Linked DNA regions of Mus musculus: all the other regions are linked to region 2. The links are chromatin contacts, called in public HiChIP or PLAC-seq and promoter capture Hi-C maps. All regions are on one chromosome and are shown on one strand. Each heading gives the region's core, a stretch centred on a gene start, on an enhancer-like site or on the middle of the called end of the contact. The rest is flanking DNA. Distances are from core to core; before and after follow the strand shown. Region 1 has its middle 40 kb from the start of Gm15270. Region 2 holds the start of Akap7 (A kinase (PRKA) anchor protein 7). Region 3 overlaps L3mbtl3 (L3MBTL3 histone methyl-lysine binding protein).

What was found. Promoter capture Hi-C pulls out the DNA fragments that hold promoters and counts their contacts. HiChIP or PLAC-seq counts read pairs in DNA pulled down with a chosen protein or histone mark.
Region 1: a contact with region 2 is called in an H3K4me3 HiChIP or PLAC-seq map of bone marrow-derived macrophages, with 8 times the contacts expected there. The contact joins the enhancer-like site here to the promoter of Akap7 in region 2. A contact is called at or near these places in 3 of 39 promoter capture datasets (liver and pre-B cells), 1 of 115 datasets of contacts at active chromatin or transcription factors (bone marrow-derived macrophages) and 1 of 9 other capture datasets (pancreatic islet).
Region 3: a promoter capture Hi-C map of hippocampal neurons shows a contact between it and region 2, with 5 times the contacts expected there. The contact joins the enhancer-like site here to the promoter of Akap7 in region 2. A contact is called at or near these places in 4 of 39 promoter capture datasets (the C10 cell line, the SN4741 cell line, cranial neural crest and 1 more) and 2 of 115 datasets of contacts at active chromatin or transcription factors (the 230-238 cell line and T-cell acute lymphoblastic leukemia).

What each region holds. Positions count from the first base shown.
Region 1 is chr10:24,634,359-24,637,058 of GRCm38.p6, reverse strand. No RefSeq gene overlaps it. Among named protein-coding and RNA genes, the nearest start is that of Gm15270, 40 kb to the right of the region's middle. Within about 2 kb of position 1,393, at least 157 of the 459 cell types and tissues checked have an H3K27ac peak or open chromatin away from gene starts, as enhancers often do. A contact at or near this core is called in bone marrow-derived macrophages, where this site is marked.
Region 2 is chr10:25,295,732-25,298,431 of GRCm38.p6, reverse strand. Akap7 (A kinase (PRKA) anchor protein 7) reads left to right here and starts at 1,353. Exons shown (of 8, transcript NM_001379238.1): 1 at 1,353-1,504.
Region 3 is chr10:26,272,295-26,274,994 of GRCm38.p6, reverse strand. It overlaps L3mbtl3 (L3MBTL3 histone methyl-lysine binding protein), which reads left to right. Exons shown (of 22, transcript NM_001359254.1): 22 at 1-527. It also overlaps a transcript of Samd3 not described here. Among named protein-coding and RNA genes, the nearest start is that of Samd3, 44 kb to the right of the region's middle. Within about 2 kb of position 1,439, at least 1 of the 459 cell types and tissues checked has an H3K27ac peak or open chromatin away from gene starts, as enhancers often do.

The DNA.
Region 1 (2,700 bases), core at 144-2,643, 660 kb after region 2:
TTGGTTCTCAAACTGCAGGTCCCTTTGCGGGGGGTGGGGTGGGGGTTGGGGGTGGGGTGGGGGTTGGTGGTGGTGGTGGTGGTGGGGTGTTCAGATATCAGATATCCTAAATATCAGGTATTTACATTATGATTCATAACAGTAGCAAAATTATAGTTATGAATTAGTAAAGAAAATAATTTTATGGTTGGGGGAGTCACTACAGCATGAAGAACTGCATTAAAGGGCTACAGCATTAGAAAACTTGAGAACCACTGCTGTAAGAATAAGGTCTGTCAGACCCTTCAAGATGTAAAATAACATACAATACACGCCCCACGTAAGGCTCCTGGTACTTCTTGTGTGGCTGTATAGAAGGTACTATGTATCAAGAAGTTGTACTTAGGGGGCTGAAGAGATGGTTCAGCAGTTAAGAGCATGGGCTGCTCTTCCAAAGATCCTGAGTTCAAATCCCAGCAACTACATGGTGGCTCACAACTATCCATAATGAGATCTGATGCCCTCTTCTGGGGTGTCTGAAGACAGCTACAGTGTGTTTACATATAATAAATAAATAAATCTTTAAAAAGAAAAGAAAAGAAGCTGTACTCAGACATAGCTACAATACGAAGTACGTGCTTGCTAGTGGCAGTGTCTACAGCCACCACAGGAAAGAAAGTAGTTTCAGGAGTGCTTCATTGCTTGTAAGGAGACAGTTGTCTGCATCCAGCCACCACAGGGACAACTTCTCCATCTTGTTGGCGGGATCAAACTGAGTTCATGGTCCCAGGTCTACAACCGACTCCCTTGTTCTCTTATCATCTTGAGTTACACATCAAATATCCAGGATGAGGTCTGACTACCAAGGCTCTGAGTCAAAGGCCTTGAAACCAGGTGGCCCAGGAGTGTTGACTTGTTTCCTGTAACTTGCTGGCCCCGAGTCAGGGCAAAACCACAGTGGAGACTCCCTTGCCCAGCCCCGTGTCAAAATATGATTGGACGGTGCTACAGCCCACCCCGTTCCTCCTCAGTTTGTGGTCTCATCCTTAAATGTGCTGTACAACTTCGCTTCACGGATGCAGTTCGGCTCTAGAGTCTGTTCTCTGGCCCGGATGGATCAGTAACAGCGTGATTACAATACATTTTTTTGTCATCTGCACTGACCTGGTCTTTGAGCTCTGTTGGATTTAAGTGGACCCCACAATGGCTTTACACATTCCAGCAAGGAGATGCCTTCAGTGACAAGGGAATACAGTGCATTATGGCAAGAAAAGCTTGGAAGCAGGGGCAGAAGGCTGTCACTGGCGGTAAGGAAGGAGAGAGAAAACAGGAAGTAGGGATCAGGCTACAAAACCTCAAGGCCCGCCCCCATGTTTCCCCCTGTTCAAGCGCAGTCTCTCCTGCAGGCTTCATGACTTTCCCAAACAGCACCGTGAGGTGGGGCCACGTGTTCAAATACAAGCCTATGGGGAAGACATCACATACAAACCACGGGGTGATGTGGTTATCAGTGTAAAAGATTATTAGCTCCTACAGGGGCCCAGGGATCTGCCATGATCTCTTCTTAAAGAGAACGTCATCACCACAAACTTCCTAAGACAACAGATGCTGACGAGGACAGACCGGCCACAGACACTTCCCTGCCTGGACTCTATGCTGAGCCTGATATGACTATAGCCTTTGAACTGGTTCCCGGAGCTGATAAGGTTTATGGTCTGCAAGTGTTCTGTTTCACGGGGACTGTAGGTCAGTAGTGCAGCAAACTTTTCCCAGTGGTTACAAGCATGTTTTCACATTGACATATAATTTTTCAGATATTTATTGTCATGTTGCCAAAGTCACAAGTTACTAAAAGCAGAAACAAACTTTACATCCATTTCTGTCTAGGACAGACCTTCAAAGCATGCCCAGTGAGCAGATAACATTGGGTCATTCCTACCAAAACATCCACTTGAGGGCACACACATTGCAGGAAGGTTAGGGCACAATTGCACGGGAAATACGGTTGGTATTTTCAATTTCTGTATTCATTTAATTCTGACTATTTTTTTTTTTTTGAGTCAAGGTCTCTTGTAGCCCAGGCTGCCCTCATTTCCTCTGAAGAAACTCAGGACCCTTCTACCTCCCATGTGCTGGGATTTCAAAAGCAAGCCTTCCACGGCTCCAGCTTTAGTGGGTTACTTTTAAAAAGAAGTTTATTTATAGATACTGTACTGGTGCACAATCAGAATATTTTTTAAGTTAAAAAGAGTAAAGTTGCCTTTCAAGGGCCTTTTACAATTGGTTCCGTGACTCCACCCTGGAGAAAGCCTGCTGCCCTCTGATGGAGGAGGGAAAAAAGCCTTTACTGGGCTTTGCCTTCTCACACAAAGCACACCACAGAGCTGCAGCACACTGCTGGCAGAGTTGCACACACTTGACAAAGGTGGCCGTGTGTGCAAGTGCCTGGGTTATCACACCCACCGAGTCACACCAGACCTTCTGGAAAGAGGCAAAGAGCTAGCAGCAACCAGACAGCAGCTGGGACAAGCCAGCTGTCATCTGCTTCTGGGTATCTTCCCAGGGAGGAGAAATATTTCCCCACTACTTCCTGTCTGTGAAATCCAAGGTCATGGGATGAAACTAGGCTCAGGTTCAGAGAACTAACAGTGCTGTGTCGCCACAATCATCCTATCCGTCGCTGTCCCATGAAAAGCTGACAGAACCAAAAGGCTTCTTCGA
Region 2 (2,700 bases), core at 104-2,603:
CTGGTTGGCCACTCTCCCAAGATCTTTGCCTCCTTTGCCCCAGCACATTATTTCAGACAGGGTAGATTGTAGGTGAAAGGTTTGGGGGCTGGGTTGGTGTTCTGGTTCCTCCACTGAAGTTATATCCCAAGGCTAAGGATTACACCACAGATGTGTGGTTAAAATAGAAACACAGCGCTTTGGTTTTGTTTTGTTTTTAAAAGGAGGGAAATCCAGGAGTGGGCTCTTGAGCTGAAGGAAGACACCTCGCCCCCAAGCATCAGACCACACATGAGGTGCAGAACCCACGTCTCCCAGGTCTGTAGCGTCCTTTGTGAAGCCCGAGGAGGGGGGAGTGGGGGTAGTGCTCTACTCTTTGCAAACTGGCTGTCAACCTTGCTGTGTCAGTGCACTGCTCCTACTCCCCAGTTACATAAATACACCTTTAAAACAGAGTGGGGAGTAATCCTTACAAAGAGAAATGTATAGTCTACTTCCAGCAGGAAAAGGGAGGGCAAAGAGTTGTTTCTCTGTCTACTGCGTAAAGTAATCCTTATGCTTAAACGTCTTATCTGTACCCTGTCCAGTCCAGCTAGCATCGGCTGGCCTTTGAGGATCCTCTTGCCGCAAGCTCCCTTACTTATTTTTCGTTCTTTCTCTGTGATTAGATAGCCTGCTCCTTTAAAAAGACCGTTTTCCGTGAAGATCCACAAAAAGGGGCTAAGCAGGGAATTCTTCAAAGTTCCCTACCAGCTTTAAGGGCTACAGCTGTGGAGAAGAGACACACCACCATATTTTCTTAAATTAAAATTACATTCCCCAACAAACCAGCAGTAATACCACCATTTGCCCCCAGCCCGGAAAAAAACAGTAGCATTCTTTTCTACAAGACATATTCATATTTTAACTATTAAAAAAAATAGTTTTCTCTTATTTTATTCAGATACTGAGGAGCCTTGCCTGCAAAAAATTTGTAGATGATTTCATTTAACAATTCCAACTTTTAGCTCTTAAACTGCTGTTGAAAATGCTACTTTTGGGGGGGGGGTAATGGCAAGTAAATAAAAGCATCTCATTATAGCGACGTTCAAGGTCTCGCTATTGTATTGTACATTTTGCTCAGCCCGCCTATTTTGCAATCAGATCTGTGTTTCCAAAGCTCCACGCTAAAGCAAACACACGGGTTCTCAAGGGACAGCGGGCCAAGGAATGCTCTCTGGATCCCTGGCTCGCCCCTCCGAGCGTGGGACGGGAAGGGCCGCGCCGCAGGAAATAACCGAGGGCGGCCAGAGGTCGGAGCCCGAGCCCAGCACGGCCCCGGGGACCGCCCCGATCCGGGTATCCACGCCTCGCCGGGCCGGCCCCTTCCGGCTCCTCCTGAAGCGGCGGGTGCCGGGGATGCTGCGACTCGCGGGGCGTTGCGCCTCCGCAGGCCTGGCCGCCGCGGCCCGCGCCCCCGCCGTCCCGCGCGCCCCGGGCCCGCGCCTCCGTCTCTGCGCCGCGACCATGGAGCGCCCCGCCGTGGGTGAGAGCGCTCCGCCCTGCGCGCCCCGGGGCGGCCTCTGCCGTGGGGCGTGCTCGCCCGCCCCGCTCCGCCTCCCAGGCCGCCCGCAGCCCCACGCCCCTCGCGATCGACCCTCCCCCTACACCCTGGGCATCCCGGTCCAGCCCGGTAGTCCGGGCAGTTTGGTTGCATCCGTGGGTCTCCGTGCACCACTCCACTCCTCGAACCGAAAGGGGTGTACACACAAGTTGTTGTTTCTCTTACCTCTTCCTATCTTGTGACCCATGACCCAGAGTTTTGCAGCACATCCTTTCCTACTGTGTTGGGGAGGTTAACAAAATCAAGGGGGGAAAAAAAAAACTCCGTTTTATTTACCTAATTATTTTTTAAAATGGCAAATAGAAGCCTCTGAACACTGTCTTGTCTCATTTAGGGTTTTACTCGAGGCTTGGCAAGGCACACTTTAAAACGGGCGCCAATCTGCTGGCGCCCAGGATGTACTTCAGCTTGGGTCAACTTTCGTTGTATGCTGAACCTGGGTAGGAATTAGAGGTTGGACTCGGAGGGAAAGGGACTGGGAAGTAAGGGGAAAAAGGTGTTCTACAAGAACACCTACATGTATACAAAGCGTAAGAATATTAAAATAGGCAGTCCAAGCATGCTATGTAAATACTTTATATGTATGTAAATATAAATCAGGTGAATAATGTACATGCGTTTATAAATTTCATGTGAATGCAATTACTCGTATCACGTGAGGAGATGCCCAGAGTGTCCCTGCTTGAGATGTTTTTATAAGGTTACAGGAGTGTGGGTAATAGGCAGAAGGGAATAGGGTAATAGTTGGAAAGAGAGGACTCTTCTCACCTTTTTACACCGTGTGGCTTTGCAGTTTGGGATGCTGTTAGCGCATCGTTTCCCTATAGTGACAAAGCTTATGGCACTTGTCCAGTTTACTGGGTCCTTCCATTCATGTAGTGTCGATTTGTCAATTTCTCCTTAATAATTTGGATTGCTCCCTCTTCATGAGGCGCAAATGGAAGCACACTGGGTAAGTGGCCTGGTTGGCATGAAGTTTAAACATTTCTGGAGACCTACTCTGCTGTTTTACGTAGCTAGTCGAAGTAGATAGACCGTAATGAATGACAGGCCCATTCCATAGCTGTTTACAGTGCTGGGGAACCAGAAGAGAGTCTTGCCCAATGAAGGTGTGTTTT
Region 3 (2,700 bases), core at 190-2,689, 980 kb before region 2:
CTCCGATGATGAAAGAGTCCTTTTCCTATGAAATATTTTGCCTTGATTTCTAAGCATCTGAATGCACTTTAAATGAGAGCCCATGGTTATTTATAAACTCATAGCTGGCAGTGTTTTGTTTGTAAGCGTGTCCTCCTAAGGGGAAGGTAAAATATTTTGTCAGTCTTTGGATGTACTTTCTAATTCCACAATTAGACATTTACTCAAGGACTGATTTAAAAATATAAAGTTTAGTAGCATGCTGTCAGAACTCTGGGGGAAAGTCCCACCTCTTTCCATGAACTCTTTAATGTTTTTCTGATGTAGGACTTCCTTTGATGTGCCATAGTTGGAGTCCTTTGCATTTGTCATGATTCAAGGTAAACAGGGTCCGTGACATCTGCAATGTCCTCTTTCTTCATTTCTCTGCATGAATCTGCTAAGTAAGCTTTTTATTGTTACTCCCCCTTCTTTGTTGTGGTCAGTATTTGTACATTAACTTGCACTTGTTACATGTGATATGAATGAAATAAAATCTTAATTGCAGATTCTTTTTATATATGTATGATTTTTAAGGAGGTTATTAAATAGGAGAGGTTAAAAAAACAGGAACAAAATCATATCTAACAAAAGTTATGTAAGGCTTGGTTATATTTTAGTATTAGAATACCTACCTGGCAAGGTTTGATCTGCTTGCCTACAAAGCAACAACAAATAAATAACATGTTAAAGATACTGTAGGACTGGGGAGATGCCTCAATTGCTAAAGTGCCTGTCACAATAGCATGAGGCTCTGAGTTTGTAGCTCTAGCACCCATAGAAGAACCAAGTGTACCTGTTACCCCAGTGAGGTTCATTGGCCAGGGATCCTCACGGCATCATGAGCTTCAAGTTTAGTGAGAAGCCATGCCTCAAAAGACATTAAGATAGTGAGGCTAGAGAAATAGCTCACTGGTTAAAAGTACTTGCTCAATTTTCAGCACCTACATGGCAGCCCACAGCTACCAGTGACTGGTTCAAGGAGATGCAATCCCCTCTTCTGGCCTCCACATGCCTTAGGCACGTGCATGGTGCACAGGCATACATGCAGGCAAACACTCATACTTGGTGGTTTGGTTTCTTGTTTGTTTGTTTGTTTTAAGGGAATTGGTGGAGAGAGTAGTCATACAGGAAGACACAGTGATACTGGAAATGGATCCCTGGTGTGCATATATATATATATATATATACAAACATGAACAAGTACACAAACCACAAAGAAGGTGTATGTGGCTGGAGGACAATGTAGCAATCTAATGACTCTAAATTTGAATATTTTTGTCAGTGTACTTGGTAGGATAAACATTTTTTAAAAACCCTCAAAAGTCACATTTTTAGCTCATGTGATTCCCATCTACAGTGAGAATGTTTACCTTTCTTATTTAAAGTGAATGCTGTAATGAAGGAGATTTTGAAATTTCCCTTCTAAACAATGTGCTCTTCTGGAAGGAAAGGGAAGTCATTGACCATTCTGGGGTGGCATGGCATTCATTGTACCTCAAGCAGGTGATCTTTTCCACTGTCCCAACACTGGGACATGGTCTTTGTGTTAAAGGAGAAAATAGGGGAGGGCTGATGGCAAGGGACTCCTGGAGCAGGATTAGGAGGAGACAAAAGGAAGGAATGTGTGTGCGGGATGCACAGTGACCATGAGCTATTCTGTGTAAGGCAAAGGAATCCTGTGTGCAGGCTCATGTTTACCATAGACAGCATGGCCTTCTCCATTCAGTGGACTCATCTCAGGGATGACAGTGTATTCATGTCAAGCAAAACAGAGTATTTCCCAGGTTGCAGTACCACACCAGGCTCCGAGATATGAACCTTGAGATAGGCATGATCCTACCATGTTGACATTCTCCTTTGTAGGTTGAAAGCCCAGCTGGCCCAGAACCCCACCCTGTCACCCTGCTCAGCCTGAGTGACAACGGGGACACTCAGTCTTCCACAGAGATTGTAGACCCTATAAGGAAACTACTTCAGGAACTGGTAAATCCAAATTTAAGGCAGACTGTGGACTTTTTAAACAAGGGATTGTGGGGAGTCATTTGAGTAGTAAAAAGTTTGTAAAGGGGTTACTTTATTATAGTAAAAAGGAAAATAAATATTTTAAAAAGTCCATTTGATGAAATAAATGAGGCTTATCTGATTGTGTCACAAGTATTAACACATTAAAATCTCTACAATATGCAGAATGACCCCACACACACACCCCAACTCCACCCCTATCATTCAGAATTAGGAAATAACATGATATTTTGATGATAATATCAAGTCATGCTACTATTTTACAGTTTCTTTTTCTTGTGAAAGTCCTCAGAAAACAGATAGTGCCTAGGTCCTGTTATTCCAGAAGTAGTACTGTCTCACCATTTCATGAATGAACAAACAAATTTCAGTGTGACCCTGGAGCACGGGCTGAGTCTCTATGGAAAGAACCTTGTGCCAACAAGATGGCCTACAAGGAGGATATCCCAAGATTGCAGCTGCTCTCTCACTATTGATTTTTTCAATATTGATTGAAGAAAACCAAAACACATCAAACCAAACAGTGTGTCTGGGATAAGGAAATTGAGGACTATATATCTCTTTAAAATACTCAAGTTCAAGATGTTTCCAACCAATGCTCTAACCAAAGAAACTAAAGAGGCGGCTGTTCAACTCATGGTCTTTCAAGCAGTCACA